2 separate regions of the Mus musculus genome follow, and region 1 is linked to region 2. Evidence: chromatin contacts called from public promoter capture Hi-C data. All regions are on one chromosome and are shown on one strand. Each heading gives the region's core, a stretch centred on a gene start, on an enhancer-like site or on the middle of the called end of the contact. The rest is flanking DNA. Distances are from core to core; before and after follow the strand shown.

Region 1 (2,700 bases), core at 142-2,641, 730 kb after region 2:
TTATCAGAGAGGCTCATCACTCAAAGTGGCAGCCAGTTCTCCACTACACATATTGAGGGCTTCTTGCCCTCACAATGAAGAAACAACCTGCAGGGGTAGCTTACAGGAGATGAAAAGGAAGACCAAAGAGGGAGTAACCCACAGAACACAGATTCTTGTGGACTGAACCCCCAGCTTACATGCCTACAAGCTTTCGTGTTTGTCACATGGCTGCCTTAAGTAGATGGCGAATGAGGGGAATGTGTTTCTAACTGTGATGTAGATGAGCCTGTCGGAAACACAAAAATCCTGCTTTAGCAGACCGTCCAAACATTTTTCCCTTAGCTAGCCCAAGCTTGACCACAGGATCCACGCGGTGGAAGGAGAGAACTGATTCACCAAATTGTCTTCTGACCTCCATAAGTGCGCTACCTGCATTTATATGCATTAATTAATTAGTTCATTTTTAAAAAAAAATGAACAAAACAAGCCTTGGTGCCATACTTCAGGTTCTGCTCTTAGGTCTACAACCAATCAGTCTCTATGAAGGGTGAGGATTAGGTTGAGATTTCTAACTTTTGCATATCAATGTTCAGTGTTTCAAAGAACATCCTTTACTATGGGTTCCTGTGTTCTTTGATTAAAAAGAAAGAAAGAAAGAAAGAAAGAAAGAAAGAAAGAAAGAAAGAAAGAAGAAAGAAAGAAAGAAAGAAAGAAAGAAAAGAAAAAGGAAGAAAGAAAAAGAAAGTTCAGAGTCACAGCAATAGCCACTGAAAAGACTTTGCTGAGGAGGATGTAACACACAGAAGGGACAGACAGGATGGTTCCACTTACTATGGGAACTAAACCAGGCCAGTTCATAAAGACATTGTGGGAGAGGCTGGAGGGAAGGCATGGTGATTAGTTTGTGATTATGGTGCAAGGAATGCCCTGGCGGGGCTTACTTCCCATAACTAAGCCAAAAACTAGTAACCTTAAAACAAGGAAATTATCAAAGAGGGTTCACTGTGGAAGGAAGACTGAGAAGAAAATGTGTCAAGGTAAGGTAGGAGGCACCTGAGTTCCAGAGTAGCCCAGACCACACACTAAGAACCAATGACAAACCAAGTCTGAATGATAGGAAAGTAGTTGAATTTTTTGGTTATTGGAGCAGGGGCATGTGTTTTTGCGCACGCGTGCGCACGCGGTCTGCATGCGTGCTCGTGCACAATGGACAAAGAACAACCTAGGATGTTGTTAGGAATTGCCCACTGATTTTTTGGAAAGGATCCTCCCTGACATGGCACTTGCTAAGTAGGCAGGCTGGCTAGCCAACCAACTACAGGGATTTGCCTATTTCTACCTCCCTAGTGCTGGGAGTAAGGCCCTGCACTTCCTGCTGAGCTTTTATATGTAAATTCTGGGGACTGAACTCAGGTCAACGTGCTTGCAAGCCAATGTAGTTTCCCAACTGAACTGTTTCCCAGTGTGACCACCAGACTCTTTAAAGCTCAGAAAAGACAAGGAATTAGATTTGTTCTTAGAACCTCCAGATGGCGATGCAAATCCTGCTGGCAACTTGATTTTTACAAAGCCAGTGATACATGTCAGACTTCTGGCCTCTAGAGCTGTAAAGTAATGAATCTATATTGTTTCAAGGCACTGTGTGGTATAAGTTAGTGCTGGACTATATGCACCCAAGCCTTCTGTTCTATCTATACAGCTAGTCCACAGCGGCATTACCTCCTTACTCCTGGTATGGTAATTTGTCTTCTTTTTTCTTTGCTAGTCTAGCTTAGAGGTTTATCAGTTTTGCTAATAAGAAGGAAATAAAAGATTAGGGATTTAGTTCAGTAGTTCAATCCCCAATTACACCCCCTCCACATACACACAAATCTCTAATCACACTCAAAGAAAAAGCAAAGCGGGGGGTGGGGTGGGGGGGGGTGGGGGGGTGGGGGGGGTGGGGCTGCACGCGTAGCTCAGTTGGTGGTATCTATCTGCATAAACCAGGTGCAGTGGCTCATGCCTACACCCAGGAGATGGAGGCAGGAGGATTGGAATGTTTGCGCTCATGGCCACTGAGCAGAGATGCATGCTCCCAAAGGATCACTGAGTTCAGTCCCTTGAGGAGGAAAAGAGCCCAGCCCCAAAAGCTGCTCTGACCACCACATGCACACTGCCTGCAAAGCGTAGCAACTTCCTGCAGTGTAATAAATAGAAAGTTGTTAGAAAGTTTAAGACACCTTCACATACTAGTGAGCTTTAAGGCAGTCTGTAGTACATAAGATTGTCTCAAGTATTTCACTGATTTGCTATTTTCTTTATTTTTAGATTTTATTTTTATTTATTTATTTATTTTTTTGTTTTGTTTTTTTTGAGACAGGGTTTCTCTGTGTAGCCCGGGCTGCCCTGGCACTCACTCTGTAGACCAGGCTGGCCTCGAACTCAGAAATCTGCCTGCCTCTGCCTGCCTCTGCCTCCCAAGTGCTGGGATTAAAGGCATGAGCCACCACGCCCGGCTTTTGATTTGCTATTTTCTTGTTTTCAATTCTTAATTTCTGTTCTTCCTTCATTATTTGCTTTCCTTTTCTCCATGTGCCTTGGGTTTCAGTTCGCATTTCTGATTTCATAAATGGACACAATGCTCGAAGCCTTCTTTCCATACATACACAGCACAGTCTCTGGTTGTACTTAGAGGATGTTCTTGTTTTTTTATTTTTTCAAGACAGGGTTTCTCTG
Region 2 (2,700 bases), core at 180-2,679:
ATATGGGAAAAGCTCCCAAATGGGGAGCCAGGAATCATTTGAGAAGCCTTTGCACTAGAATGGAGAAGCCATAACTTGGGTCTGTGGAATTTAGGTGTTGGAGACTGATTTGTGCATGTTTGGTATATGTTCTACCACTGGGCCACATATGGCCTTTGGAAATGTAGCTTAGCTCAGCAAAAACATCCCAGAGAGTAAACACAAATACAAATTGTTTTTTCAAAAATTGTGTATACAAAGTCAGGAGCTAGATAATGTAGCTGGAAAAGATACCTCAGCTCTGCTCCAGGTCCATCACCAAGTAGGGATGTATTTCCTTCAAGGCCTGGAGGAGGGAGTCCTTGCAGGTCAGGTTCCAGGATGGAACAAAGCTGAAGAGCTTCCTCATCTTGTCTTGGCTGGTGGTCTCTGCACGAACTGCCTGGTACTGTCCTTCAGTCAGCACACTGCCATGCAAAGCATCCAGCACTCCGTCCACTTCTGTGACCCTGGCAATGAGTGCTTGCCTGTGCTGGTCCACAAAGTGTCCTGAGGGTGGAAGTGAAAGCAGTGTTTAAAACTGCTTCAAAATTTACTAACGCAGTTTTAGGGGTTGGAGAATCAAGGAAAGCCACCCACCATGACTACATAGGCAAAGATAGGCTGTGCAAGGGTGTGGTAGGGTGGGGAGGCCTCACCTGTTCTGGCTGTACTCTGAGCAGGGACACTGGCTGCAGCTGCCACAGCTCCAGACTCTGCAAAGAAATGCCAGGTGGATCTTTATCAACAGACTTTCAGGGGTTCACTCCCACTCCACCCACGGTGCTAAGTTCAAGGCTACAAAGGGAAGATTTTTTTTTTTTTTTTTTTTTTGGCTATGGCAGGAGGAACAGTTAAGCGCCAAAGAGGCAAGCCTCTGCTGGTGTGCAGGAAGTTGAGGGTAGACGAACAAGGGGACACACTCACCTTCTTTAGTCGTTTGCAGCTGCTCAGCCAGCTCCTGTAAGCCCATGTCTCTAAGCACAGTCATTGTGAGCTCCAAGCCATACGACTCCAGATAGTAGCTGACAAGTTTGTCAGTGAGATCTATGGCGTCCATCTGCAGCAGGGCCCCGCGTGGGATGCGCCCATAGCCTTCTCGCAGTTGCACTGTCAGCAGCTTCATCTTGAACTTTTTGAGTTCATCCCCTGACAAGTTTTCAAGAGCGTCCAGGATGGCATCTCGTGCCCGCCCCATGGCTCTGGGGTGGGCAGCCGCGGTCACCTTTTACTCTTGCTGCTGCTCGCCTGCTGCAGCCTGCCTGCTGCCAGCCCGCCAAGACCAGGAAGTCAGCTGCTTAGGCCGATGGGCATGCTGGGACTCCCCCACCCTCTTTTCTTACAGCTCCTGTTCTTTCCCCAGCAAACTAGTTTTGGTTTCCGCCCCTAAGACTTTCAGACTTGGCTTTTTGGCTAGGCTGAAGAAACTAGGTGGAGGTGGGTTGGTGGAGGAAGTGGGGTGGGGACAGAGGGTGGAGCTAAGTTGTTACTCTGGCAGGTCCGGAGATGCTGAGAGACTCAATAGAGCTTACTTGCAAACCAGCTGTTGCTGAAAAGCAACCTGTTTCTGTTGAGTTTCTTGGAGCATAGAGGTTTAGAATCTTGGAAATCTAGACGCCCCAAATTTTGTTTCCCCAGATCTTAGGATCCACTCACATGCCATTGAATATTAGAATTTTAACAGCTAGAACACTAAGCCCCTTGAATTCCACAGATTTGGACAAAATGAAGTGCGAAAGAGAGTGACTATGTCTTCACCTTAGTTTCTTTCAGCTAAAAGTTTTTGTCACTCCCATCTCTCAGCCTCACATCTGCTAGAAGGTGGGGGACCTGGGCTCATGATGGGTTGGGTTGGAAGGGCTAAGGCTTCTTGAAACCTTACCAAATGCCCCAGCTATTAAATATTTTGTAGTGTGATGACAACTGGAGTGTAGAGACCTGAGTAGACAGCTAGCTACCCCCTTACTCCTGGGCTGGTTAGGATGACCTTGGAGCCTGCTCTGTACCCAGAATTCCTAACTGGCTTTAAACATGGCTGGGGGTCTACTGGTCCATCCCAGTTTTGATCTAGTCAGTCTTGTTTTATACCACACTGCCAGTTTACCCTTATCTTCAAGCTCAGTTCCTCTGGAGTTGCTTTTTCAATTCTTTGCACATGCTGTTCCCTAAACCTTGAAATTGCTTCTCTCTCAGACAAATGCTTGGCTCCTCAACCCTCAGGTTAAATGTTACTTCCTCCGAGAGTCCAGTCTTAAGAGTCCTCCATCTACCCATCTAGATCATATTGCTGCTAGTGAACAAAGCTACTTTTTTGTAGCTCTTGTGCTTTTGTGGGGGAGGGGAGGCTAGGGAGGTTGTTATAATGCCCAGCATGTGCCAAGGGCCCGCTACCTAGTCACCACTTAATGCTTTGCCTATTTATTTACTTTAGATAACCTTGTTGTGTAAGCTAGGCTAGTCTTGAACTCCTGATCCTTTTTGCTCAGCCCCCTGACTGGTTGGAATTGGAATAGCAGGTGTATTCTACCACATCTGGCTTAAGGAGCCTCCCTCCTCTATACAGGATGCCATTCTGTAGCCCTGGCTGTCCTGGAACTCGAGATCCACGTGTCTGCATCGCAAGTGCTTGGATCAAGGTGTGTGCCACTAGGACCAGCAGAGTTTTAACTCTTGACACTTTAC

Evidence for each region. Promoter capture Hi-C pulls out the DNA fragments that hold promoters and counts their contacts.
Region 1: a contact with region 2 is called in a promoter capture Hi-C map of stem cell-derived epiblast-like cells, with 2.3 times the contacts expected there. The contact joins the enhancer-like site here to the promoter of Pycard in region 2. A contact is called at or near these places in 6 of 39 promoter capture datasets (HPC-7-derived erythroid cells, the SN4741 cell line, cranial neural crest and 3 more), 5 of 484 Hi-C or Micro-C datasets (CD4 T cells, cortical neurons, nephron progenitors and 2 more) and 1 of 9 other capture datasets (adipose tissue).

Annotation. Positions count from the first base shown.
Region 1 is chr7:128,725,855-128,728,554 of GRCm38.p6, forward strand. All of the region lies in intron 1 of Mcmbp (minichromosome maintenance complex binding protein), which reads right to left. Among named protein-coding and RNA genes, the nearest start is that of Mcmbp, 13 kb to the right of the region's middle. Within about 2 kb of position 1,392, at least 53 of the 459 cell types and tissues checked have an H3K27ac peak or open chromatin away from gene starts, as enhancers often do. A contact at or near this core is called in adipose tissue, embryonic stem cells and stem cell-derived epiblast-like cells, where this site is marked.
Region 2 is chr7:127,992,438-127,995,137 of GRCm38.p6, forward strand. Pycard (PYD and CARD domain containing) reads right to left here and starts at 1,430. Exons shown (of 3, transcript NM_023258.4): 1 at 946-1,430; 2 at 678-734; 3 at 1-528. The coding sequence starts at 1,216. The coding sequence ends at 275.